Regions from separate parts of the Mus musculus genome. Here all the other regions are linked to region 1. The links are chromatin contacts, called in public Hi-C, HiChIP or PLAC-seq, Micro-C and promoter capture Hi-C maps. All regions are on one chromosome and are shown on one strand. The core of a region is the stretch at or near the end of the contact, and the rest is flanking DNA. Distances in the headings are between cores, read along the strand shown.

Region 1 (3,889 bases), core at 964-3,463:
TCCATGAAATGAAACCCAAACCTACATTGACTACTAAAGTGGCTAAGAACTTGAAACTTGATAGGTCCTGGGTCTAGGGGAAACCTATTATTCTTCTTCTGCTAAAGGAACATAGCAATATAACGATTCTTAGTGTCATATGGCTATACTCATAAGGGCCTTGCTCAATCCACATCAGAGAAGCTTCGTGTAGTGGATGGGAATTAACATAGAGACCAAAAAGTGCACAACATATAGAGTGGGACAGACATTGGAGCATTAGTCCTAGACGGGACCTTCTAACCAACCCCCTGCCCTCAAGGGTCAGGAAGGAGTGAGGAAGAGGAGGCAGAAAGACTGTAAGAGACAGAGGTGATGGATGACTACAAGAAACAGTGACTACCAGACACAATAGGACTGATATGCATATGAACTCATGCAGTGTTGGCACACAAAAGATTTGCAAAGGTTCAAGCCAGGAGTCCCAGCATCTAGAGGGAGGAAGGGGTCATAGGCTCCCAGCCTCTAAGCAAGAAGATATATACAATCAATATGCCCTGGCAAAGGGATAATCCGTTTTCTCCAATGCACTCTCACTGGTTTTATCAATCACACTTCAGGGCAGGCCTCATGTTCCAGTTATTGGCCAACACAAAATGGACTCAGTGGTATTTTTGTGGACTTTTTGTTTCATTGTGCTGTGTTTTGGCTTTCTTTTTCTTTTTGGACTTGATCCTGGATTTGATTGTTTGATTTCCATTTTTGTGTTTCGTACTTTTTGCTTTTGTTTTATGAAGGAAGAAGAAAAGAAAAAACATGAAGTTGGATGAGTAGGGAGGTGGGGAGGATCTGAGAGGAACTGGAGAGTGGGAAAACAAGATCAAAACATGTTATATGAAGCATCTTTTCAATTAAAATAATTTTAAAAAGGGAAAGTGACATTTAACAACAGAAAATGCCTGGTACAATCACCAGGCACTGATAATACTTTCTGTTAAATATTTTCATGATGGTAGTGACCTTGTCTGGATTAAAACTTCCCAAATGACAGTGACTTCCATTCTTGCAGTTTTTGGCAGGTCCATATCTTGTATTACTATTTTTTTTAAACTGACTTTGAAATTATATGAAGTTAATCTTTTCATATAATTCTTTGAACATTTTCTTCATTCATATAATATACTTTGGCCACATTCTCCCAACCCATCCCTCTCAACTTCTTATTCTCCTTCTGCTCTTTAAAAAAACTTATGATCCACTGTGTTCAACTTGTACTGTCCATAGCTGTGTGGGTGCTGGGTCATCTACTGGGAGATGGTTGGCCAGAGGGAGTCCAATACTTAAAGGAAACTGTCCCCCAATGGGGTATTTATCTTAGGGGTACAGCCACATAATATTTTCATATTAATATGTTTTGATCACCTAAATAAAAATGCAAGGCCAGTACTCGCAGAGATTCCATTCTGTTCCTTCCCAGTCAATACCCTTCTCCTCCTAGGAAACTACCTTTCTTACTTCGACCACAATAAATATTAAACTGCACAGAAAACCTCACATTTCTTGCGTAATATTCATAATCCCCGGCTCCCCCCCCCCCCAACTTTCTATTGACCGAAAAAATAACATGTCAAAATAGTTTGGCATTATAGGCATGTTTTCCCTTAATAACACATTACAATATGTAACTATCAAAAAGAAGTTTCTTTTTGTACCAATTAATGTAGTATCTTGGGTCACCATTGGAACATGTCCATACTTGGTTTCTCCGAAGCAACTAGATGGTTTCTGAAGTCCATAGCAACTCAAAGGCAATGATTTTGTGGTGATCGAATAGCTCAAAGTCACTGTGACAATCTTCACCCATCCAACATACTTGAGTACTTTGTGCCGCTCCACCTTGGACTCTTAAGAAGACTCTATTGAGTCTTAGCGTCAACGTGTGGTAAGTGCTCCGACTTAGGTAAGCACCAGGCGCACAGAGGAAGGGTGGCTTCCGGTGATGGGGCGGATAGGAGAAGGTGGGTGGGCATTTCCCCAGCAGCTGCTGCCAGCCACCCGACTTTGATCACTTTGCCGCCTGGCAGCAGTGGCGGTCAACCTCATCGTTCCTTAGCAACCAGAGCCAACTGCCAAGAAGCCTTCCTATTGGGCTCACAGAACATGATGGGTAGTCTAATTGTCCAATAGAAACTTTTAGGCTTGGCTCGTTGCACCGCCCACCCCGGGCCGCAGGCGGCGCATGCGCGGGTGGGCAGGTCTGTGTGCAGGGCGGTCGCAGAGCCGGAGCTGCTGCTGCTAAGCTCTTGGGCTCGGTTGAGACCGCCGTGCTTGCTCCTTGCTCCAGCCGTCACCGCCGCCGCCGAGGGAGCGGCCGCCTATTGTCCTTCTCCGCGGCCAAGGCGCGGAGCTGCTCCGGCTCGGCCCGCGGGGGAGCCCGGGGAGCCGCACGGTGAGAGCGCAACTTAGTTGAGGGAGTTGAGGGAAGTTTGGGCGTCTGAGGAGGGGGCGCGCGCGCAGCCGCCCCTCCCCCTCGGCTGCTCTCGGCCGCGCGCGCGAGCTGCGGGACGCGGGGACGCGCGGGCGCGACGCGGGTGGCGGACCCTTCTTAGCATCGGCAGCCAGGGGTGGATAGCGCGGCCGCCGATCCCGGCCTCCTCGGACCCACGTTCCTCTGCTGCCCGCTTCTGTGGCGCCGGCTGCGGCTCTCCTCTGAGGGACGGCTGCTCGGTGGGGCGCGCCGCTCGAACAGAGAGTGCGGCTCCGGGAACGAGCAGCTCCCCGGGGCAGTCAAGCCGGGTAAACACTGCGCGCCCCGGCCACCTTTGGGGGCTTTCTCCCGAGATGGGGAGGGGGGCGCGGTGGGCGCCCCGGGAACGGTGGCGCATTCGACTCCTCTGCCCCTCGAGCTCTAGTGCAAGCACTTTGAGAACTAGCGAATCACTGCTTTTCGTAAATAGGCTCGCTGACACTTAACTGGGGTGCGAGACGCACCCTCAGTTTATTTCTCGCTAAGAAAGTGTCTGTCTTTCGGCTGAAAATATTGGCTAACTCTAAGTGTCTAGACTCTACTGTGAACTCAGGAGTTCACAATGAAAATGGATTGAGCAATCTCTGAGTGTTTCAGTCTTTGCTTTTCCCCTTCATAATGAAGTTATTTTGAGAGTTCATTGCGTTGAGCAGATTTACAAAGTGATGTGCCTTTTTGTCTGTCTGTCTGTCTGTCTGTTTTTTGTTACTACCCTCATGATTTCCCGAAGTCACTTACTCATTTAAACCCCCACCCCCCAAACTTTTGGATTGCCCGGGTCAGGAGGAGCGCTCCAGTTCTTGAACGTGCATTCATTGTCTGTAAAGAAGTTCCTATCAGTCGAGATGACTCTGAGATAAACCAGTGTGTCACTTTGTACACCATCATCTCTTGGGAATCATTCCGCTGCATTTCGTTGACTAGACTTGCGCTGTAATGGTAATTCAGTTTTAGCTCCCAAGAGAGAACCCTATCATTCATACTGAAACACAATGCCTCCCCCCCACCCCCCTCCCCCCGTCACTTCATGTTAATTTTAGTTGTATTTCTTTGACATTTGTTAAACTTAAATTTTTCTTTGAAGGCTACTGCTCATGGCATTTTGCTTTTTTTTTCTATGTGAATAACATGGACAAGTGGTGTGTGGGGTTTTCTGTTTTGTTTTTGGCTTTTCTTTGTATGAAACCCAGCTTCGTTTACCTGATGAAACCAAGGAAAAATATTCTGAAGGCACAGGGATTCAGGACTCACAGTCTTTGTGCTTAATTTTCCTTTCTGGGGTGGGTGTGGTGAGCAAAGGAGGTGGACAGAAGTTGGGAGTTATTGGTTAGTTACATAATATAAACAAATACTGCAAAATCGGGTGGCCAGGACACCTTCTCT
Region 2 (3,702 bases), core at 672-3,171, 350 kb after region 1:
TGGCCTCAAAGCTGTGATTCTCCTGGCTCACCCTCCTGGCTATTGAGATTACAGGTGTACACCTCCAGACCAGAGCCACTTTTCCTCACACTAACTTTTCATCCTTCCATAGGAATCCCAAGCATCTTTCAGTGCTCTAAGGGTAGCTTTCGAGAGGAGGCCAATAACTCCACAAGTCTCCAAACAATAGAGTCCCAGGCTCCTGAAGCCCTGTGATGTAAAGTGAATGTATGGGAGAACATTAGGAAGTCACAACTAGCACCAAGAAGTCAGAAATATTCAAAGAAAGATGTGAGAGACCAAACTGTGGTTAACCAGACCTTCAACAACTCTCACCCTGAAGATCTGACTGACCCTTTGATGGGAACAGTGTTACTCCCTCCTTCTTGTCTTGACTTGGGGCCTTGGGACTGTTTAGATAGAGCCAGCATTCCAAGATAAGCTGCAAGATGTTTGAAGCCTGCAATCAGCATCCGCCCTAGATGTTGGTCCCTCTCTCTGTGTTTTGATCATTCCCCCTCAGCCGCTCCCTATTTTCTCTCACTGTGTGCTTATAATCAGGCTACTAGCCTCCATTAAACAGACCTTGACAACCCTTTGCTTGGTCTGGCTCCTTTCTCGCCCATTTCTTTTTCAGGCTTGGTCACCCTTGATCCCAGGAATAACTAGGTCCCGTGGGTCGGGGTAGAAAGAGATCAAAGGGGCAGCTCAGTAGGAGAGAGCTTCCCAAGCATTCAGGAGGCAGCCCTGAGTCCACTCCACCCCCAACCTCCCCCACCTCAGCTGGGAAGGGGGGTGATTTGTGAATGAACAGAAAAGTGCACCAGCCTTTGGAAGGAGGGGGCATGCATGGATCGATCCTCCTCTGGACAAAACTCCCTTTAGTCTAAGAATGGCTTGCATTGCTGTCAGTTCTCTGCAACTGGTGGCATGTTATCATGGTCCAAACATCACTAAAGGCCAAGAGTCCGGTGAAATGAATCAGCAACCAGTTGTCTGTGTTTTGTCTCAACCTATGTCAGAATTCTTCCTTGCACAACATAGACAAATGCATCTCCTTGGCCACGAGAGAGCCCCAACTTGGAACTTCCCACCAGACCTTAGGGAAGGTCCCTGAGTCCCCCTCTCTGCCCTGCCAATTAATGTAAAGGGCACCAGAACCACCAATCATTTTGTGTTTAGTTGCTGTTGCTGTAATCTGCCCTCAAAAATTGTACAAAAACCTTGTGAAAGAAAGAGAAGAGGTCGCCTCTCCTCTGAGTGCAAGATGACCCCAGAGCACTGAAACAATAAACCTCTTCCATCAAACTCTATTCACGAGTCTCATTTGGGGGTTTCCCCGCAGCTGAGGCTCACCTTGAGTCATACCTATTTGTTATGGATGCAATCACCTGTCCTATGATGTATGAAGTCATCTGCTGTCAAACTCGTGGCTGTTTCTCATTTTTCATTAGTGTAAACAGGTCAGCTCCTCTACACAGTGCACCTTAATCAGGAACTGATTGGTTCCTTGGGATAAATGCTTAGAAGTGGGAGGAAGACTGAGGGATGGGGTCCAGCACATTATGGACCCCTTTAGAGAATCCTGCCTGAGTCCAGGACCCGAAGTCTGGTGTCAGACTCAGAGACTGACAAGAAACCATTCTGTGCTCCGAGACTCCATCCAGTGTCATTGTGAAATCGTCCACTCACAAAGCTACGGACTGCAGGGAAGGATCATTAGAGACAAGCATGTGACAGACAACATCATCTATGTCATCAAATGTTTCTCCAGTTCTGCCTCACAGCCTGGTGCTGACAATACTCTCTTGGATGCAGAAAGGAATCCTACTGAATTTGAGTCTTCTGAAGCCCAGAGCTTTCTAGCCCCAGCTCCGCCCATAGGAAGTACTTCCTCACTTCTTAGCAGTTGGTCTGAAGATCATAGTCCACAGTTAGATCATAGGCCTGATGAAGACTTTCCCTTGAGGCCTGCTGTTCTCCCCCCAGAGTATTGCCTCAATCCCACTGTTAAAAACAAAGTGTTAGGGGTGTAGTCTAGGGGCTGAGCACTTCCCTAGCCTGTGTGAGACCCTAGTTTCTGTCCCCAACCCTGAAAACAAAAGCAAAATCCTTAAAGTGGGTCCAGTGCTCAAAGCTTCTAACTGCTGCCCTCAGAAGGGCCAGGAACTCAAGTCTTACAGAAAGCTTTGGAGAGAACAGAGTTGTCAGTCAACCGAAGGAAATCAATGGCGCCTGGAATGCAGGTGATGGTGGTCCAACCTAGTGATCCAAGGAGGAGCCAGCCTCCACAGGAATCCTTCCTGAAGGTTGTTTAGGCCCTAATCTTGGGCTTTGTCTCTCAGGGAATAAACTTCATCCCTTTGAAAAGGCCCCACATACTTGCATCCTACTTCCAAATAGAATCTATTCTTTTTTTTTTTTTTGGTTTTTCGAGACAGGTTTTTTTCTGTATAGTCCTGGCTGTCCTGGACCTCACTTTTTGACCAGGCAGAGAATCTATTCTTATGCTAATCACAGATGCTCCCTCTAGGTCCCAGCCTTAAGCTTTGTTTATGGGCCTATAGAACTCCTGCTTACTGTAAATGTCACAAGTACTTTACCACCTTGCTAGGGCATTTCTTTCTAGGTAGCTTTGCCTGGTTGTGGTTCGTGGAAACCCCTTCCCAAGGTTTTGCTACTCTTAAACATGTATGAAGAATGAGTCACCAAGTCAGACTCTGCAAGCTTTTTGACCTAGGGCCCGCACCTCGCACCTGGGTCTTTTCAGCCTTAGCCTTGAGGCTTTCCTGGGTGGGGGGAGGTAGGATGGGGGGGTTGTCTTTGACAAAGGTCAACTGGCTATGAGGCTAGCCTGGCTACTGTCTCAAAAATAAGCAAGCCTGGTATTAGTGGCACACACCACTAATCCCAGTACTCCAGAGGCAGAATTCTTGAGTTCGAGGCCAGCCTGGTCTACAGAATGAGTTCCCAGGGCTACACAGAGAAACTCTGTCTCAAAAATCAAACCACCACCAACCACCATCAACAACAAAAAGCAAACATTATCTGAGGGGAGATTAACTAAGACTAATATTTCTCCAAAGAGGTGTAGCCCACCCGGCAGCAGGGGGGAGGGAGGGGTTTCCTGGGATAAAGAAAGAGATCATAAGAATTTTTTTTTTTTTTTTTTTTTTTTTTTTGGTTTCTCTGTGTAGCCCTGGCTGTCCTGGAACTCACTCTGTAGACCAGGCTGGCCTCGAACTCAGAAATCTGCCTGCCTCTGCCTCCGCCTCCCAAGTGCTGGGATTAAAGGTGTGCGCCACCACTGCCCGGCCATAAGAACCTTTAAAAAATTATTTATTTGGGCTGGAGAGATGTCTCAGAAGTTAGGAGCACTGAGTACTCTTTCAGAGGTCCTGAGTTCAATTCCCAGCAACCACATGGTGGCTCACAGCGTCTGTAGTGGGATCCGATGCCCTCTTCTGGTGTGTCTGAAGAAACATGTAACCACCTGCAGCCACACTACCTGGGTTCCTGAGTGGGAGGCTGGAGCTATATGGAAGGAAACGGTGAGAGAAATAATGGAGGCCAAGACATGTTTCTGTTCAAGGCCCCACAGTTTACTAAGAGTCTGTGCTTATAAAGGAGGGAGGCTCATCTCCTGCCAATCCATTCTTGATGTCAGGCTGTATGTAGGCAATCTGCCGGATCTGCCACTGT
Region 3 (3,577 bases), core at 579-3,078, 320 kb before region 1:
CTGTATTATTCCCTAGTCTCTCAAAGTACAGAATATTCCACCATAAAAAGAAGGCAATAGTTCTTCAAAGGTGATAGGATTACAGAACCAATAATGAAGAAGAGTCTTAGGAGCTCAATTAGGCACAAAATAAGCCTCCGATAGTCAACAGGTTTCTTATGTATTTGCAATCATAAACCTTTTATTGGGAGAAAGAGATCCTGTTTTCAGTGCCCAGCAAAAATTACAAAGTGCCCAGAAAGACTGTCAAGAAGAATGTATACGTGACCCACACAAAGCAAGAAGTGGTACTGAGAAATTCTACCACATAGTTTAATATGTGTTCCATATGTGAACGGTAACCTTCAAGTGCAGGTTGTGAGACGGACAGCCCAGTATATTGCGGCAATTGCCTATGTTCACCACCTACTGTTGGCATTTGCAAGGGACTTTACTATATTGAAATTAGCCACCATTAGTGTTAAAACCCACATCTTATTTATGTGCTACTAAAAAGGGACCCTGGTGGCATCGTGACCTTTCACGCAGTGCATGGGATCCACCTTTGCTCACTGCCTGACTCTGCCTCCCCCTCTGCTTCCTGCCATGCTCCCAACCTCATTTAATGGTGAATCACGAGCCTCGTTTGCACTCTGAGCTACTCGCAGCTGACCTTTAATGGAAGCCCTGTTGACTTCATATGACTTTTTAATAAAAAGCCTTTCTATTCCTCAATGGCAAGTCACCTCTGTGAATGGAGGTGCAGTCCCACTGCAAACCCAACCCCAAGGGTTCAGAGTACAGCTTCAACTTCCCTTCTGCCAAAAAGAAAAATGGAAATCAGGTCATGGCTTCCTGAACTCTCACAGACAGGAATCAGGCACCTCTCCCTGGTATCCTTCCCCACACTAACCCACTCACAAGCGGGTGCTGTCTCCTTGAAGCAGTCCCATCAATTAGTTAGCTACTTAGTTAATACATACGCAGACGGGAGCCCAATCTTTCTCTTAATTACTAGTAAGGGTAACCTAACCTGGCATTTTGGCTAAGAATTATAAAATATGAATTTAATCCTTTGCCTTTCTTGCAATTTGAAAATCTCACAAACTCTGAGGCAAACACTATGTTGGAATGCAGAGAGCACTTATGTCCCATAAAATGTACCAGTGGCTGATCTCTTGGCGTGGGGCCAAAAGTGGCCTGTGCACTTTGATTTCTTCTTGAGGTCAAGGTTTCTCGGAAGGATAAGGATTGGCTTTCAGTGGGACCTACAGTACACGGAGGGAGTCTGAGGCCCTTCATTTTCGCCATGTGTTTACTCAGTAAAATAAAGCATTTTCGTCTACATTTTAAAGCAACATGTGCATGATGTCATGGGGCGGGGGGGGGGCGGGGAGGCAGGGGGACGGGGCGGGGGGGTGGAGGGGAATACAGGACAAAAAGGATGCCTAGGAGGATCAACAGCTTGGGGCTTGGAAAGAAGAGGTATTGTTATGTTCTGACCACCAGGTGGCAGCATAACACAAAAGACAAAAGCATGGTAAATTTTCAAATTTGTCCATGAAGACAGATACGTTTTGAATTCAATCAGCTTCAGAGGGGACCCCGTGACAGTGCCAATTTTGTGATAATGTGGTGGATAGGGAGTTAATGGCACTGGGAGCGATGTGTCTAAGCCATAGCACCTCCAGAAATTCCGCATAATTCTATGGTCACTCACCCACCACTTACCTCAGTGACCTTACTAGGTACAATTTCAGAGGGCAACTTCAAGGGGCCCATGCTATCCTGGAGAAAAATATGACCTGGAGCCTATCATATGTCCTGCCTTTGTCTGCTACTTCACCTCCAGGGGGCAGCCTCATAGAGGAGATGCAGCAGTCTAAACTCTCCACGTCATTTGTCCCGTACAGAGGGAGATGAGTCAAATGAACTGAGCAACCTCACAAAGACATAAGCAGAACCTTTCTAAAACTCCAGTGACTTCTCCCCTAAGAACAAGACTCCCACTGACCACAGAACATACTGGTCTACCTTCTGAGGTAGTATCATATGAAGAATAACAAAAATGAGTTTCATAATAGCACAGAGAAGCTTCCAGAATCAAAGGGAAAGCTCAACGACCAGGCCACAGATTTTTTTTTTGTTTTTGTTTTTGTTTTCAGGGACCTCAGCATTAAAAGTTGTGCATCCATTATTTCCCAGTGCAATGGCAAAGCCCGTGGTCACTCACACAATGACAGTCACATCCTAGGAGCTTGCTAAGCACAGTTCAAGCTCAAAAGAGGACACGCTCAGCCCAGTGGCACCAGATGGAATGTGGCTTTCTGTAGTACCCTTTCATCAAAGGATCAAGTTCTCAGAAAAGACAGACACATTGGTCACCTTCTACCAAATGTCATGTTATCTTATAGTCAGGGCACAAGGGGGGAACCTCAGGGGTGGGTACAGTACAGAGTCAGCCCTCAGGGGACTATAGTATCTCTAGCAGTAAGGATGGGTTGTGAGGGCCACTCTATCCTTGGAGTCCATCCTTAGTACACCGAGCTCTCAGCATCCCAATGCTCTCTTCCAAGGGAACCCCATTGACTGCCACTCAGGCCCAGGGGAAGCCCGTGGTTGCACACTTACTTATCGTTCACAAGCTTCCCATGTTGGTGGATCTGGTTTTCCATGGTAAAGTTGATCGTGGCGCCATGCACGTGCTCACCAAAAAACACCTTCATTTTAGACTTATATTCTTCATCCTGGAAATAGCGGATCATGTCGGGGAACCACACCGTCAGGCCGTAGTAACTGCAAGAGAGAAGGAGGAGAATCTAAAAGGCCCCCCCGGACTGGCTCATTCTTTCAGCAGTGGAATCTGCATCCATGACTTACTGTAGACCACAATTAATGTAGTAATCTGGTTCATTATTAGCAAATGGAAAACAAAATTCGTCACATTAGCACACCTAAAAGACGGAAGAAAATGATATTCTGATATGCACTTGATTAAAAGCTCACAACAACAAAGCCTACCAGTAGATTAGGGACTGGTGGGCCCTTTTCTAACCTATAGAAAACAGATCTTAACTCAAAAGCCAGAACTGTAGTAAAAGGAGACACGGTAAAGATATTCTCACTGGGTGAGGACCGCATGCTCCGCACTGCTGACTCGGCAGCACTTAGACAACCCGAGTAGATGAAAGACAGAAAAGAGGAAGGGGGCTGAGCAAAGAGGTCAGTGGATAAAGTGCTCACTGTGCAAGGTTGAGGGTGATTTTCAGATCCCCAGCTCCAGCATAAATCATAGGTAGACAAGATGGCCTGGAGAGGTAAGCACAGGGAATCCCCAGGACAAGCTGGCTAGCCAGACTAGACAAAATCAACAAGATCCAGGTTCAGTGACACCCTGCCTCAGTAAATAATGTGGAAACAATCTGGGAAGATACCTAACTTTCAATGTCTGGCTTCCATGCACATCTGCCCATGTGCACACAAACACACAAAGAAAGAGAGAGAGTGTGTGTGTGTGGGGGGGGTACATATATATACATACCACATATACACATGAAACAAACATAGAGATATATAAATTATTTTTTAAAGCTCTCCT
Region 4 (3,445 bases), core at 89-2,588, 440 kb after region 1:
TTAGAGTTACAGGCTACAAACAGTCTGAATGTTTTTGTGGTTTAGCGGATAGGAAGTCACACCTCCTTATAGTTTTGCCTCAGGTAGTAACAACACCGATCAGTTTAACACTTAGCACCAGTGTCGACAGCACTGTTGATGTGCCTACTGGCCATTTGTACATCATTTTTGAAAATATTCCTTCTTGGAGCCTTTTGTCCACTAAAATTAGGCTATTTGCCTTTTTTTTTTTAAAAATTACTTTATTGTGGGTTTGTTTGTCTGTTTGTTTCCAAGAAAAGATCTCTCTATGTAGCTCTGGCTGTACTAGAACTTGCTCTATAGCCTAGGCTGCCCTTGAACCCACAGAGACCCATTTGCCTCTGCCTCCTAAATGCTAGATTTAAAAGCATGTGCCACTTCTGCTTGGCTTTTAAAGACTCATGTTACTATTTTCATGTACATTTTTAGTTATTTTAAACTTTGATTTTGTGTGTAGTTATGTGCAGGTGAATTCAGGTACCCTCAGAGGTCAGAGGTGTCAGACACCTTGAGTTCCAGGAGATCAGGAGCTGTCCCGTGTGAGTGCTGGGAACCAAATTTGATCCTCTGGAGGAGCAGTGCATGTTCTTAAAGCCAAGCCATCGCTCCAGGGCTCTTGTGGGTCTTAATAAAGGGAAGTGTCCTGGCTGGTTAATTCAGTGACAGTCTGAAGATGGTTAGATTGTTAACACAGTTTTTCACATACAATCTCAAGGGGTTTATAACTTAATAATCCAGATAAGTTTGAATGGGATAGTCTAAGCCTTACTAGGCTTTTTGATGGATCCTCTTTGGCAGTGTGACCTTGAATAAATTGTTCAACTTTTCTGAGCCCCAGATTTGGGTCAGTTTTATAGACGAATGCTTCTCTTCCTTATCTCTATTCAACTGTGGAGGCTGCAGCCAGCGCTTGCTGTGTCATTAGGGTCAACAGGTGTCAACAGCTCTTCTTATCCCACATCTAGAAACTCATTCCTAGGAATCATGGGTTCAGGTATCATGAAGCAAGCTCACCAAAATGGCCTCAGACTCTTGACCCAGCTCTGATTTGGCCCCTGGGTGCACTGCAGGTTCTGGGACACTCAGAAGAACCCTCTGAGGATGAAAACTTTGGGAGGCAGAGTTTCCCACGTCAGGGTTTTTTGTCTCCCCTGATGAGATGGTGTGGATACAGTGATAAGCCCTGGGTATATTGCTCCTCTTCTGCATTTGGCCTCCTGAGGAGGGAGCAGCAGAGGAAGCCACACAGATGTGGGCAGTGTGTGACCTCAGAGGGGAGGCTTTGACGGTTTTAGCACGGACCAACTTCCTGTGTGCTGTTAACTTCCTTGTGACAGATGGGACCAACTGACTCACACTTCTGTGGTCCTACCTTCCCTGCCACAATGGACAGAGTCTTTCAGAACTGTGAACCCAGATGAAATGTTCTTCCTTGAAGTTGCTTTCATCTGATATTTTTGTCACACAATCTGGAGAGGGTGGGGAAGGGAAGGCATACTACCTAGCCTGAGGTAGTCATTGCTAGTGACCCAAGGGTGCCCACAGGACACCATTTGTGTCTTTCTGGGTGAACTGTGAGGCCGAGTAGGTGTCTCCTCTGCTCTCTTCAGGGAAACTCAGCTAGAACTCAACGGGTGGCTCATTTCTTCCTTCCTTCTATCTTTTGTGCATTAGCATGAGTGGTGTGCTCCCTCCACGTCAGATATTACTCACATGGAGTCAAACTCCATCCCAGCCCCACTGTGCTCATGGCCAAAGAAGGGAGGTGATATTGTCAGGGCAGAAAAATTGGAACTCCACCTTCTTAGGTAACTTAAGTCAATAAGGAATTAAATCACAATAAGACAGATTGAGTGAGGAAAGCATCCATACATTTGATGTAACACAGGAGCCCTCACAGGGAAACGAACACACCCCTCCACAAAGTAGCAAAGCATAAATTCTTTTCTCTTGGCTGAACAGTGAAAGGAATTATGGGAATGTAAGTGGACCGTATACAGAGGCTAAAGGAAGATGGGGACTGCCTCAGCAAGGTCAGCCAGCTTGTACAGAACCCATTCAGCCTCAGCTTCCTGTCCTGTGCTTCTGGTAAAGGGAGGTGGGTACGTGCACCTCCCTACGTGCAGCGTTAACTCTTGGTTTTAAAAAGAAGGGGAGGTCAGAGCACCCTTGTTGCATTGTCACACCCAGTCCAGGGAAGACTGCGTGGCAGGCCCAAAAGCTTGGACACAGTCCTGAGGCAAAGAGTTTCACAGAAGCTTTGTCTCCTGGAACCGACCCCGGGCTTGGAATTTCGTAAAAATGTTACTCATTCAGACGAAATTCCCCAGTGTTGACAGTAATCAGGCATCTCACAGTTTGCTGGATAGGAGCTAGCAATCTCAGGGCTAGTTCAAAATAGTAAACTTAGAATCCTCATTACAGCCAGGTATGGTAGACTACATTACATGTTAGAAGAAAGTTGGTGAGTTCTTCTGACAAACGGAGAGTCCCTACAGACACTTAAAAGAGCAGCCAAGTTACTCCCATATGCAAGAATTTACAATGGCCTAGGAAGAAGGAGGGTTGTGGTTTAAGGAGGAACTACAGTATTGCATTATTCATGAAAAGGTTAGCAAGAGCAGAACCGCCTGGTGCAAGCTTTTACAAGGCTCAGAGGAACAGCATAAATCATAACTAGGGTGTGAAATCCTCACCTGGCTCCTGTCAATAGCTGACTTTAGATAGGGCTGATCTTATCTCAATTGTAAACATTGCCTGGTTCCTGCTAGTCTTTTTGTATGCATTTTTTGTTTTGTGTCAGATAACTTCAATGTACCTTGGCTGGTGTGTCACCTAACTTCTTTGTTTTTCTCCTGTAATATATGTCTGATGCTTGCTTTGAGAAATTACAATCAGATACAGCACCTTCTCTATGTCAGTGTCTGTTTGTCATCCTGCCAACTCCTTGCTCACCTGATTACCAAAATCCTGGTTCTGCACGGTTTGAAGGACCAACTGAGTCCAGTCGTGGCATTGCATAAACTGTCATTTAAAGTTTCTTTCTCCAAATTTTATTAAGTATCATTGCTTAAGATATAATTAGATGATTTATGTTAAATCAAGTATTTGCACCTGACTGTATCAGGGAAGAAACATATTTGGTAGAATTTCGAGGCGAGATTCATAAATATTTGAAGTTAGAAAATCACAGCATCCTATGATGCTAAGAGAGTATCATGCTCTGAAGTCTCTGGGATCTAGCTGCATATACTCCAGCAGATGTTGTACTGCTATGATAACTCTGGAGGCCAGGCATCTCTTTACCCCAGCTTCAGTACCAGACACAGGGAAGAATGGGATGCTTCATTTACCTTCCTTGGCTATTGATCCCTCAGCCATCATATCAAATCTGTCCTTGGCCCTCATCCTGCCATCGGATCAC
Region 5 (3,921 bases), core at 780-3,279, 420 kb after region 1:
TGTCAGACCTGAGAAGAAAAAGAGAAGCACAGGTAGAGACTATATCAAGTCACGGGCAGGGTGGGGTTTTGCCAAGGCCTGCCATGTGTTGGAGTGCAGACAAAACACAGCATGAGTCTACAGAACACAGCTTGAGTCTACTGTTCAGGGTCGTGTTTCACAGATGAGAAAACCAGGCTACAGAGAGGAAATGGACAGAATTAGGGACATAGACTAAGACCTTGACGTGGAGTCGTTCACCTGGAGCCCTCACAGGAGCCAGGCAGCACGGCTCCCACCAACCATTACACTTGTAAGCATATGGAGTGCTGGGTGGGTCCTGGTATGCGCATTTTCCTTCCGTGGCACTCTCCTGCCAGCTAGGCCTGTCTTGCAAAGCTGGTGGAACACACACATGAAGAGGGACTGTCCTTTTGGCCACGAACTCACATCCCCCGCTTGCATCCTCAATCACTTGGTGCATCAACAGTTGCCGTGGGACACACACATTCCCTCCCCCCAGCCCCCACTCCCTCCCAGTCCTTGCTCTGTTTATTTCTTTGTAGTGCCATTGAGGTGGGATCAGGTGGGCCTGCAGTCTGTGCCACGGGGGTTCAGAATCTTCGAGTGTTTTAGGACTGTTAGGGACCTCAGGACCCTGCCAGTGTCTAGGACATTGAGGACCTGGGCATGACAGACCCCCTGTGGATCAGTACCAGCCTGCCTCTCGGAACTGTAGCAGTGCTGGGGGCACAGCTCAGTGATGGAAAGCTTCCACAGAGCCTCAGCACTAGCATATAGTTTTGCTGTAATGTTTTGTAAACACAGAACTAAGGAAGTTCCCTGGTATTGGGGGTTTCACTACTGCACACCAGTGGACAGGTTACATAGGTTTTGCTTCCTGCGGTGCCTGCGTGAAGACACAGCTCAGTTACGGAGCCTGTGAGCCCATGAGCCCAGGAGCACCTCTAGCCAGTCAGATGGGAGCAGTGTTTCTTTTCCTGTCACAGGCATTCCTTTCTGTCTCAGAGCCACCTTGTGGGGGAGGTGTGTCTAGACCTGCACTCCTGTCTAGCCCCTGCCAGCCCTGCAGGCTGTCTGAACTTGGTGAGTTCAGGAGATGTTAGCTTTGCCACTATCACTTTCTAGACTCAAATGCTAAGCCACAACCTCCTTAGGGCAGCCGAGGACTAGGCTAGGGTGGCCTGGGTTCAGCAGTATTAGTGATCACCAGTAAATAAATCACTGTTTGCTTCTTGCTTCCTGAACATTCTCCACGAAGCCTTCAGCGGGCTGGGGGGGGGGGCGCTATGTGTGTGGGGAGGAAGTGGGGACTGGTTCCTGAATCCTTCTCCGGGCAGGTAGATTTCCACCATCATTTCCACGGCAACTGTTGATCCTCTAAGTGATTGAGGATGCAGCAGGGGGTGTGAGTTCATGGCCAAAAGGACAGTCTCTCCTCATTAACCACTACACCGCAGAACCCTGCCCCATGGCCTGGCATCTAGAGGCTGTGGTGGATTTTTGTCCAGGTCACAAAAGAGCATGCCTCTTGTTGTCCACAGCCTGTCACCTGCCCTTCATCATACCTGTCTCCCTCCTAGCCCACAGACTCTGCCTATCTCCTGAGCCTTTTTCTTTCTTCCTTTTAAAAAAAGATTTATTTATTATATATAAGTACACTGTAGCTGTCTTCAGACACACCAGAAGAGGGTATTAGGTCTCCTTACAGGTTGGGAGCCACCATGTGGTTGCTGTGATTTGAACTCAGGACCTACAGAAGATCAGTCAGTGCTCTCAACTGCTGAGCCACCTATCCAGCCCCCTCCTGAGCCTTTTTCATCTCACTGGTCCACATTTGTTTACATTCTGAAAGCATTGCATTTCCTCACAGGGTCATTATGTTCCTCTGTTCTCCCATCTTCTCATCAATTCTTCCCATACTCCACACCTAAATAAAAATAAAGGTCCTGGCTCCTGTTTCAGTGTTAGAAGTCGCCCATTGCCTTCAGCACTTTCCGGTGCAATCACCACGTGATTGCGTAAGTCTGCAGTTTCTCAAGGGCACATGAAGCCTAGCTGCATTTGCTCCTGGGTCTCCTGTATAAAGAGGCTCCTTAGAGTCACAGACAGAGGGAGCACAGTCTGCTGGGTGACAAATGGGAGCTCTAGGTCCTGAACTGTGGAGGGCTACACGGGTAGCTGTGTCACAGCCTGAGTCCCAGCCCTGGGGGCTATTGAGTCTGGCCAGGCTGTGAGGACAGTGTGGGCTTTCATCGTCTCCCTCTGCTTTATCCCACAGACTGCGTGGTTCCTCCTGCCTGGGCCAGAAGCTGACAGCTCCAGCCCCAGGCGGCAGCAGCTCAAGCTGTCCTTAACTCTAGGCAGAGAAATGAAGTTCTCCAGCGTCACCTGTGCTCTGGTGTCCAAAGCTGGCAGCGGCTCGTGTGGAGAGAAGCGTCCAGAGGCACGGGCTGGCACCAGCAACCAACGACATTTGTGCAGAGCCTTGAGGCTGATTGTCACCCAGGCCTGGCAATGGCTACCAGGGAAGAGCAGGGGTCCCTTGGCCCAGCAGCACAGCCTTTGACTGTAGGGCTGCCTGTGGGAGGTGGGAATGTTTCTCCATAGTCTCCTGGACATCAGGGAGCATAGTCTAACTGAAGACATATTTTATAAGGGACAGAACCCCCAGGGCAACCCGGCCTCAGATGGTACCCACAAGGCTTCATCAACAGATGGTACCAGACCCCTAAGGTCAAGGGGAGATGGCCTGTGTGCCCTCTGTCAAGCACTAGCTCCCCCTCCTAAGAGGCGACTTCTGGGAAGCTTCCATGGACATAGGGCAGATGCCTGTGACCAGCCAGACACTGCTAAGAGTCCCCCAGCAGGACTCTAGGTCCCCCAGCGCTGGTAGGGGTCTGATGCTTGCCCTCCTTAGAGGCACAGAAGAGCAGCATGATATACCTGCCAGTAGTACTGGGCCTCTTTTCTGGACACCCACCTGCCTTAGTCCTGTGTCCTGCCTGCTCCATAAGAGGGCAGTCATGAGTCGAATGGCAGAGGGACTCCCACGGTCACTGCAGTTTGCACAGAGGTTGTATTGCTGTCATTGTGGATCTAGGACCAAGGCTCCCATCATGCCTGCTATCCTCCTTGGCACCAGCTGGCAGCCTGAATCCTGTCTGATTTTCTTCCTTGAGCTCAGAAAGAAGGATCCGAAGAAACTTCCCAAATGTGTTTCTCAAGGATTCCTCCCCAGTGTCTCCCCGGCATTAGGTTTTCGGAGACACTTTCTTCTTATGCCAGTGTGGATACCAGGCTCATCCCTTGTTTGTCTAGTGCTCTTGGTTTCCGGCACAGGATGGGGAGTGTTCCATCGTTGGTGGCTTCCCATTACTGCATCAGGACGGAGCATCCAGAGTGGGTTCTGATCTGGACGGAAGTGGAGTTGCAGTACAGACCAGTTTGGTCAGCCTTCAAGGTCCTCACAGCTCAGCCTACTACTGCTGGCGTAGGTGACTTAGTCACACACTGGCCCTCATCTGAGGTCCAGCTGGCTTCCCATTCCACCTCAGGGACAGTCTTGCTGGAGAATTACTGGCTCCTGGCCTGTGGACTATGCCATCTGCACTAATCGGTCTGCACAGCACAGAGGACCTAGCCATGGTGCTTGCCTGAGCATGGGTGTTGCTTTTATTAGTTTCTAACTTAATAAAAGTGCGGACATTCTTGATCTCCTTTGGGTTCTGATTCTGCCATGGCTATGTTGAGTTCTTGATCCAGAGTCTGCCTGTTTGTGTGTGTAGCCTGTGCATTGCAGGAGGCTCACCGCCCCGCCCCCCAGCCCCTGTGTTAAAACAATTGTATTCAGTAGACCAGGCTTGTGCACCATGGACCCCCCAAGGGTAAGTGCAAGCCATATCAGTGATGTGAAGCTGA
Region 6 (3,999 bases), core at 1,477-3,976, 300 kb after region 1:
CCTCAAATCCACCACAGGGTTTCGCTGGCTGTCCTCGCCCCTGCCTCTGCCTCTGGCCGCCCCCTCAGGGAGACTACTTCCACTGCGAAGCACTTCCACTTGAGGGGAGGAGCCTGACTCCCACCTAGACCTGACAGAAAATCAGAGAGCCCTGCCCTCTTCCCTGTGCAGAGGAAGGCCAGTGACCGCCTCCAGGATCACTCTGACACTGCAGTGAGCCACTGTCCACCCGGGGAAGCTTCATTCCTCGCCCCCCACTCACCCTCCCCGTACCCTCTGACCCAACCAGCTGTGTTGTGTTTGGCTTGCTTTGGTTGTTTTTAAAAACCAATCTCAATTCTACCCACATTCCCCAAAACAAGGGTCATGACAGTTAGGAGAAGTTAGAATCTAAAGCAGCCTCTGCATGCCCTAAGCTGCCCAGCTTCTCCAGGAACGCTTTGACCTGCCTGCACCACGCCGCCCCTCCTGCCTGTCCCGCACGCACGCACGCACGCACGCACGCACGCACGCACGCCTGGGGAGTTGCTGCTTGCTTAGGACCCTGAAGATTGCTGTGGCTGAGTCAGCAGCCTTCTGCGGATTCTCTTCTGTGAGAAGGGTGGTTTGCCAGGGACCAGGCTTGTGTCCTGTCCTGCTCCCCATACTGAGAAATCAGGATTTTCTATCAAGCTAAAGAAATCAGTGCTTTGGGGGACAGGTACAAATTGACCCCAGCCGTGTGGAATCTAGTGAACAACTTTCTGGAAGATTGTATCTTCTCTCAAAAATTATAATCATCTCGGTAGTTGTCGTCCCATCTGGGTGACATGTGCACTTTAAATGACCTCTCATGAGCTGGCTTCATCTTGGAGACAATCAAATCTGTTAACTGTTTTCTTAGAAGATGGAGAGGGTTAAAATAAAGACATGCCAGCATGCCCCCACCTCCCCACTCTCACGGAAGTCACCTGCAGGGAAGAAGCCCTCACCACGATTGATTTTTTTTTTTTTTTTCTGTTTCAAAAGGTACGAACTGAGTCTTCTGAGGGTCACGCTAGCGCCGCCCATTGCTAGCCCCGCCCACTGCCACACTGGTTCTTCCCAGCCTCCCTCATAGCAACAGCAAGCACAGATGTGATGAACCATTCAGGGTAACATCAGTACACACAGGCTTAGTAAAGGACACAACCTGGGCCCGTAGGCCAGAGCTTGCCTACAGTCCTCTCCATGCAAGTTTGTAATGTCTCCTCCTATCCCCGAGGCTCTTGTCACCTCACCCACTGTTCTTGCCAAGGCTCTTAAGTTGCCTTTGATACGTACCCAGAAGACAGTCACGGAGTGTGGGCGTCCTTGTCTGGATACCTGTGTATGGGTGCCTGTAAGAGAAGCAGCGACACACACACACACACACACACACACCCCTGCAGAGACCAGCTCCTTGTTTTCTTTCTTGTAGCATAACATTCCTAGTTAAGTTTGCTGCCTGCTGGCCAGGTGGAGAAATGCAAAGTATTCTAATGCTGCCATAAGCGGGGAGGGGTGGCAGAAGCCTTTTCCTGCACTCACAAGACTTACTTTGTCAAATGATCAACAGGTCCTGAGTTACTTCTCCATCTCAACTAAGGTGTAAAGTGGGTTTGCCCCACTACTGCAAGTGTGCCCTGCGGAGAAACCAGGCAGGCGCTACTGCCTCAGACCCCAGAGGGCCTCTGCAGCAAGCACAGAACCTATGCCTTAGAACCCTGCTAGCCTCAGCTGCCCTGCCTTGGTTGACACCTGCTGGGATTGGCTTGTCTCAGGTTTCTTCCTGAGGCCTGGGCTCTACAGAAGGTGGGCAGGATACACCTATCTATACCTCTGTTCTTGTTAAGTCGTCTCCAAATGCTGTATGAACATTTCTGTACTAAGCCCTATTAAATAAAAAGTCGGGTTAAACCCAAGTGCTGTATAGTAATTTGTAATTATGTATAAAATTAAGCAGTTTTGAACTGTAAAGATTTTTCAGTGTGTTTTCTGGAAATTTGCCACAACATACTGGCTTTGTATTTTATTTATCATCCATTGTAGTTACTGGCTTCAAACTCTTGTAAAGTCCCCCTCAGACCTTTCAAAAATAATAAATGTCTTTGAGATCTTGACCTCTGCCGTGATGTATTTGTGGTAAGGGAGTATTCACCTCCCTACCCTGGCAAGCCATCTGTTTCTGTGCTGTTGGGAGTAGGGTGTAAGGAGGAGTGGCCTCCCACAGCAGGCAAAACCAGGAGATCCGCCCCAAACCTCCAGGGTCACTGACCCATCCACCCTAAGTCAGAGTCCAAACCAAGCGTCCATGAAGTCAGCACAGTCAGGTTCAAGCTGCTCTGCTGACTACATGTTCCATCTTGGTTAACTCAACCTCAGGAACCAAGTCCCATGCACGTGGAACACTGCAAAGACACACCAGGTCAGACTGGCTGGTCCACACGCACTGCTTGGGCTGCTGTCCCCAGGCAGATGAGCTAATGTTCTCTGGACTTTGAGGAATTATACCATCTAGTGGCACAGAAGCCATGGGCAAAGCTCCCTGGGATCCTAACTGCCGCCTTCATTCCAACAACCAGCCTGCCAGGCTCTCCAAGGTCCCAGTCTGCCCATGAACTTGGAAGTGCATACATTTTTTAGCAGAGGCATTTGTAACCTTAGCAATAGCCATTCCCCTGCAAGTCCCTGGAATACTGACCCCTTTTCAACATCTTCTACCCCTGGCTGTCTTACTCCCCCACTGAGCATCCAGCTTGGCTCATCTGTCTCACCCCAGTGGGTCTGATTGCAGACTCTCAGCCTGAAGGAACAATGGTTCCTGTGGAGGCATTCACCTCCACTGTAGCTGGTTTTGAGCCAGAGAAAGGGCTGGGAGTCAAATCGGGGCCAAGGGGTGGGGGTGGGGTTGGGAGGCACAAAGCACAAGGCTCCAAGAACCCTGGATGGCCCTTCTGTAGGATGGTACCCTCCTGCTGGTCCCGAAGGGAAATCATTGTGCATAGGGCCTCCACCATAGCACAAACCTGATGTGTGAAAGTGGCCATTGCTGTTTGAAGGTCTCCATCCCAAGGGACTGCCCATGGCAAGGGTAGCCAGTTGTATCTTTTCTATTAGGGACCTTCCTTCTGGGAGGCTCTGCCTAGAAAGCCGGAGTGACTGCTTCACACAGCCAGACAGAGGCCTAAACCCACAGTGGGGAAGGAGCATCAGGAAACCACAGGGACTACACAACCAGGGAAGAAAGAGCTTGCACATGAGACAGGCAGGTTGCTATTCCTGGTCTTATGATTTCCTTGACAGCAACAACAAAACTGAGCATAGCAACAAGCTGTGAACCTAAGATCCCAATGGTCCAGCAACAACAAAACTGAGCATAGCAACAAGCTGTGGACCTAAGATCCCACTGGTCCAGCACCCGCCTCTCAGTCCCAACAGTTCTGCCATCCTACGGTGGTGTTCGTTAGGCGTCAGAAGTGGAAAATGCAGACAGGGAAGAGCCTGGGAGTGGTGAATGCTCCAGCCTAGAGGAACTGAGCCAAGTACTGCCCATAGCTCCCCTCTGCCATCCCAGTTCCCAGGGTATCCAAGTGACAGTCCCCACACCCTACCCGCTTTCATATGGTAATTACTCCACCAAGCTTCTAGAAGCTTGGACTTTGCAACTTTTTCCTGGAAAGATTTACCCAGCAGGGATGCGGGAGCTTCTTGAGACTGCCAGCAGAGAGCTAGACCTCATTTCGCTCCTTTGTCTCCTATGAGCCATCCTGAACTGCCCACCCTGCCCAGCCTCTGAATGAAGTGGGGCCTGGACCACCTCAAGCTGTGGTAGTTCCTACCCTGTATGAGTTCCTGTCCTGACTACATTAAAAGTGTTAGCCAACTTGCTTTGGTCTTTGGTTTTTTTGTTTGTTTGTTTGTTTGTTTAAGACGTATTTATTTTATATGTGAGTACACTTTGCTCTCTTCAGACACCAGAAGAGGGCACTAGATCCCATT
Region 7 (3,511 bases), core at 330-2,829, 330 kb after region 1:
TTCATCTATCTCCTAAGACACTGTATCCAGATGGGATCCTAGTAGAAGAGGACCAGATGTTACGTAAGGAAAGCAATGACTTACCAATGAAGGCTCCTCATCCAGGTGCTTGCTGGGTTTCTTTTCCTGCAGCTGTGGACCTCCGAACTGAAATCAAGCCTGCAGGGGCCTTGGAACGTCTCAAGGTGCACACCCTGGGCAGTGGTGCTCTGGTACCTGAGGTTTGAAGGGAAGGGTCCAGGTTCTGAATTTGGGTAGGGATTTGTTAAAGCTACCCTCCGCCCTAGCTTAGCCCCTCCCCCCCCGCCCCCCCACCCCCCCCTCCGTCCCCCGCCCCCCCCCCCCAATTTAGCTGTAACCCTCCTGCCTCATGCTTGTCAGCCACCTCATACTGCTGACAACAGTTTGGCTCAGAGAGAGATCAAGTTGGCCATATATCCTGTTCTGTTCTGAGGTTCTTAGAAATTCCCCAACCACAGCCTTCACTTGGGACCAACCAAAATAGAAACCAGCTTCAACTGTTATGCCTAAACTAGTAACAACTTGGGAAAGGCAGACCACCTGCAGCCCGCCCAGTACCTGCTTATAAAAGCTCCCTGTGGGGTTTTAACCTCTATAAACTGACCCTAGAAAACATTCAGGGTTGTAGCTTCCAGCTGTAGAGTCTGAGCTACATCTCTGATTGATCAATCTTAGGATGTGCGTTCGATAAACTATCCCTGACTGAAATCTATGTTTATACAGTTTATGGACCCTAACAGCTTCTTATATCACTGGAGCCTCCAAAATTAATTAATTTATTAATCCCACCGAATGAGGATAAAGAACACCTTATTCCGTGCACAGCCAAGTCTGTGCACAGCTGTCTCCCCCTAAATTTCCCATACTTCTCTTATAGGACAAAACCAATGGGAGAGAGAGGTATTTTGCAAGCAGGCGGGTTTACAGAGAGCACAAGGCAGTTATAGAACTCTTCCTGGAGCACAAGGTACAAAACATCTGTCGGGCACAGCCTAACTCCAAGAAACAGAATATTAAAACTTTTACCCCAGTCGGGTCTACAAAGTGAGTTCCAGGACAGCCAGGGCTACACAGAGAAACCCTGTCTCAAAAAACAAACAAAACAAAACAAAAAACTTTTACCTAGCCGGGCAGTGGTGGTGCACGCCTTTAATCCCAGCACGTGGGAGGCAGTGGCAGGTGGATTTCTGAGTTCGAGTCCTGCCTGGTCTACAAAGTAAGTTCCAGGACAGCCAGGGCTACACAGAGAAACCCTGTCTCGAAACCCTCTAGCCCCCACCCCACCCCAAAAAACTTTAACCTAACTGAGGCAGAATCTCAAAATGACTCCTGGTCTTAAATGGAGTCCGGCTGCTATCTCGACCCAAACTCCCCGACCCAGTAAACCGGACCCACGGTTCCACACGCTTCCGGGCGCTCCTGCCGCAAGGAGGCCGTCCGGATAACGGGCACTGCGAACACGGTCGGCCAGGACTCAACCCGGTACTCACCATGCAGCTCACGCACTGCAAGTCCCTGCCGCCGCCGCCGCCGCTGACGCAGTGCTGCCGCCAAAAAGCCAATTTCTCCCCAATTCCCGCCCCATTTTATGGTTCCTAAGCACAAAAGCCAATCAGAGGCCGTAGATTTGTGACGGATGGCCCGACGAACCCATACTACAGCTGCATTTGGAGGAAGGGGTGGGCTGCCCCAGCCTCTGGTCCAGCGAGGGGCCGGGAGGGGAAAGAAAAGTTAGTGCCACCTGATTCTTTTTTTGTTTGTTTGTTTTCGAGACAGGGTTTCTCTGTATAGCCCTGGCTGTCCTGGAACTCACTTTATAGACCAGGCTGGCCTCGAACTCAGAAAAAAGAACAAAGGATTCATATATTTTTGCCTCCCACACCTAGTTAGATTGCAACGCAAATGTTTTAATCCGCCCCCACCCCCACCCAGTAAAACCCTGGTTTAGTAGTGGCGCACACCTTTAATCCCAGCACTCGGGAGGCAGAGGCAGGCAGATTTCTGAGTTCGAGGCCAGCCTGGTCTACAAAGTGAGTTCCAGGACAGCCAGGGCTACACAGAGAAACCCTGTCTCGGAAAAAAAACAAAAGCCAAAACCAAAACCAAAACCAAAACCAAATCTTGGTTTACTCAAGGCAACAAACTGCATTCCAGGAGTCCCATGGCCTGCAGCAGTGACCTTGTAAAGATGAAGCATGGTGTGAGTATCTACATCTTAAGTCAGCCACACATTCACATTTGCTGGGGCTTGATCATTATTGAAAATAAGCCAAGGGTAGATGTGTTCTGCTTCTCCCCACGCCCCTTTCCTTCTGCATGAAGCCAGCTCAGTCATCGGGGTCTCAAAGGAGGGAGGGAGGTTAAAGAAAGAAAAGACAATTAAACAACATTATAACACGACCCCAACCAGGGCTGATGTGGGTTTATTTTTCTCCAGCTTGCTTTTATGTCATCTAAGGTCAGTTCTTAGATTAAAGACAATGTAGTCAAACAAGGCAATAAACAGGATGACCAAGACACAAGGAACACAGTACATTATTCTTATCTGAGCCTCCTCCCTTGTCCTCCAAGCCAAAAGTAAATATTCTTGCCAATATCCTTGAAGCTGCATCAAGGACTCTCCACACTGTGAGTATCCACATCTTAAGTCAGCCACCTATCCACTGAGGTTTGACCATCACTGAAGATAAGCCAAGGGTCAGATGTGTTCTGTTTCTCCTCATGCCCCTTTCCTTCTGTGTGACTCAGAAATGTATTCATGCCCCTTTCCTTCTGTGTGACTCAGAAATGTATTATTAAGAGAGACCAGAAACAAAAAAAAAAGAGACCAGATACTGCCGGGCAGTGGTGGCACACACCTTTAATCCCAGCACTTGGGAGGCAGAGGGAGGCAGATTTGAGTTCAGGGCCAGCCTGGTATACAGAGTGAGTTCCAGGACAGCCAGGGCTACACAGAGAAACCCTGTCTCGAAAAACCAAAAAGAAGGAGGAGGAGGAGATGAAGTGGGGGGGAGGAGGAGGAGGAGGAGGAGGAGGAGGAGGAGGAAGAGGAGGAAGGAGGAGGAGGAGGGGGAGGAGGAGGATGAAGGAGGAGGAGGAGGAAGAAGAAGGAGAAGGAGAAGGAGAAGAAGAAGAAGAAGAAGAAGAAGAAGAAGAAGAAGAAGAAGAAGAAGAAGAAGAAGAAGCAGCTGCTGCCTCTGCTCTTTCCGAGGTCCTGAGTTCATTCAAATTTCAGCAACCACATGGCGGCTTACAACCATCTGTAATGGGATCCGATGCCCTCTTCTTGTGTGTCTGAAGACAGTGACAGCATATGGACATACATAAAATAGACAATCTTTTAAAAGGGGAAGGAGGAGGAGGAGGAAACAGAGGAGAAGGGTTTTCACCTGAAGAGTCTCTGTCACAATATCAGTTCCCAAGGCTGTGCTATATCTGTGACCTGTCAGTTTGCTGGTGAAATTATAAGTAGCAAAGAAGGGTGGCAAGA

Evidence for each region. Promoter capture Hi-C pulls out the DNA fragments that hold promoters and counts their contacts. A called contact is a pair of places that touch in the nucleus more often than the background predicts. HiChIP or PLAC-seq counts read pairs in DNA pulled down with a chosen protein or histone mark.
Region 2: a contact with region 1 is called in an H3K4me3 HiChIP or PLAC-seq map of pro-B cells, with 2.2 times the contacts expected there. The contact joins the enhancer-like site here to the promoter of Akap13 in region 1. A contact is called at or near these places in 2 of 39 promoter capture datasets (both in the C10 cell line), 2 of 484 Hi-C or Micro-C datasets (CD4 T cells and effector CD8 T cells) and 3 of 115 datasets of contacts at active chromatin or transcription factors (memory CD8 T cells, pancreatic cancer cells and pro-B cells).
Region 3: a contact with region 1 is called in a promoter capture Hi-C map of pre-B cells, with 4 times the contacts expected there. The contact joins the enhancer-like site here to the promoter of Akap13 in region 1. A contact is called at or near these places in 10 of 39 promoter capture datasets (the 3T3-L1 cell line, the C10 cell line, cranial neural crest and 5 more), 6 of 484 Hi-C or Micro-C datasets (B cells, LSK cells, cerebellar granule neurons and 3 more), 6 of 115 datasets of contacts at active chromatin or transcription factors (bone marrow-derived macrophages, craniofacial prominence, embryonic forebrain and 3 more) and 2 of 9 other capture datasets (adipose tissue and embryonic stem cells).
Region 4: a contact with region 1 is called in an H3K4me3 HiChIP or PLAC-seq map of bone marrow-derived macrophages, with 4 times the contacts expected there. The contact joins the enhancer-like site here to the promoter of Akap13 in region 1. A contact is called at or near these places in 3 of 39 promoter capture datasets (the C10 cell line and pre-B cells) and 2 of 115 datasets of contacts at active chromatin or transcription factors (bone marrow-derived macrophages and large pre-B cells).
Region 5: a contact with region 1 is called in an H3K4me3 HiChIP or PLAC-seq map of pro-B cells, with 3 times the contacts expected there. The contact joins the enhancer-like site here to the promoter of Akap13 in region 1. A contact is called at or near these places in 5 of 39 promoter capture datasets (the C10 cell line, embryonic stem cells, neutrophils and 1 more), 1 of 484 Hi-C or Micro-C datasets (palatal mesenchyme), 3 of 115 datasets of contacts at active chromatin or transcription factors (embryonic stem cells, large pre-B cells and pro-B cells) and 1 of 9 other capture datasets (adipose tissue).
Region 6: a contact with region 1 is called in a Micro-C map of embryonic stem cells, with 2.3 times the contacts expected there. The contact joins the enhancer-like site here to the promoter of Akap13 in region 1. A contact is called at or near these places in 4 of 39 promoter capture datasets (the C10 cell line, the HPC-7 cell line, liver and 1 more), 2 of 484 Hi-C or Micro-C datasets (both in embryonic stem cells) and 3 of 115 datasets of contacts at active chromatin or transcription factors (bone marrow-derived macrophages, memory CD8 T cells and pro-B cells).
Region 7: a Hi-C map of LSK cells shows a contact between it and region 1, with 4 times the contacts expected there. The contact joins the promoter of AU020206 here to the promoter of Akap13 in region 1. A contact is called at or near these places in 6 of 39 promoter capture datasets (the C10 cell line, hematopoietic stem and progenitor cells, liver and 2 more), 5 of 484 Hi-C or Micro-C datasets (B cells, CD4 T cells, CD8 T cells and 2 more), 2 of 115 datasets of contacts at active chromatin or transcription factors (memory CD8 T cells and pancreatic cancer cells) and 1 of 9 other capture datasets (adipose tissue).

The regions. Positions count from the first base shown.
Region 1 is chr7:75,453,321-75,457,209 of GRCm38.p6, forward strand. It overlaps Akap13 (A kinase (PRKA) anchor protein 13), which reads left to right and starts at 2,214. Exons shown (of 37, transcript NM_029332.1): 1 at 2,214-2,428.
Region 2 is chr7:75,799,355-75,803,056 of GRCm38.p6, forward strand. No RefSeq gene overlaps it. Among named protein-coding and RNA genes, the nearest start is that of AU020206, 19 kb to the left of the region's middle. Within about 2 kb of position 1,922, at least 47 of the 459 cell types and tissues checked have an H3K27ac peak or open chromatin away from gene starts, as enhancers often do. A contact at or near this core is called in memory CD8 T cells and pro-B cells, where this site is marked.
Region 3 is chr7:75,133,688-75,137,264 of GRCm38.p6, forward strand. Sv2b (synaptic vesicle glycoprotein 2 b) reads right to left here. Exons shown (of 13, transcript NM_153579.4): 9 at 2,611-2,775. Among named protein-coding and RNA genes, the nearest start is that of 4930533N22Rik, 110 kb to the left of the region's middle. Within about 2 kb of position 1,829, at least 13 of the 459 cell types and tissues checked have an H3K27ac peak or open chromatin away from gene starts, as enhancers often do. A contact at or near this core is called in cerebellar granule neurons and pre-B cells, where this site is marked.
Region 4 is chr7:75,891,628-75,895,072 of GRCm38.p6, forward strand. No RefSeq gene overlaps it. Among named protein-coding and RNA genes, the nearest start is that of Klhl25, 45 kb to the left of the region's middle. Within about 2 kb of position 1,339, at least 80 of the 459 cell types and tissues checked have an H3K27ac peak or open chromatin away from gene starts, as enhancers often do. A contact at or near this core is called in bone marrow-derived macrophages, where this site is marked.
Region 5 is chr7:75,870,417-75,874,337 of GRCm38.p6, forward strand. It overlaps Klhl25 (kelch-like 25), which reads left to right. Exons shown (of 3, transcript NM_001122780.1): 3 at 2,282-3,714. Among named protein-coding and RNA genes, the nearest start is that of Klhl25, 24 kb to the left of the region's middle. Within about 2 kb of position 2,030, at least 49 of the 459 cell types and tissues checked have an H3K27ac peak or open chromatin away from gene starts, as enhancers often do.
Region 6 is chr7:75,752,490-75,756,488 of GRCm38.p6, forward strand. Akap13 (A kinase (PRKA) anchor protein 13) reads left to right here. Exons shown (of 37, transcript NM_029332.1): 37 at 1-2,120. Among named protein-coding and RNA genes, the nearest start is that of AU020206, 28 kb to the right of the region's middle. Within about 2 kb of position 2,727, at least 40 of the 459 cell types and tissues checked have an H3K27ac peak or open chromatin away from gene starts, as enhancers often do. A contact at or near this core is called in embryonic stem cells and liver, where this site is marked.
Region 7 is chr7:75,780,541-75,784,051 of GRCm38.p6, forward strand. It overlaps AU020206 (expressed sequence AU020206), which reads right to left and starts at 1,580. Exons shown (of 3, transcript NR_165329.1): 1 at 1,512-1,580; 2 at 85-216. RefSeq lists a cis regulatory region at 1,201-1,943.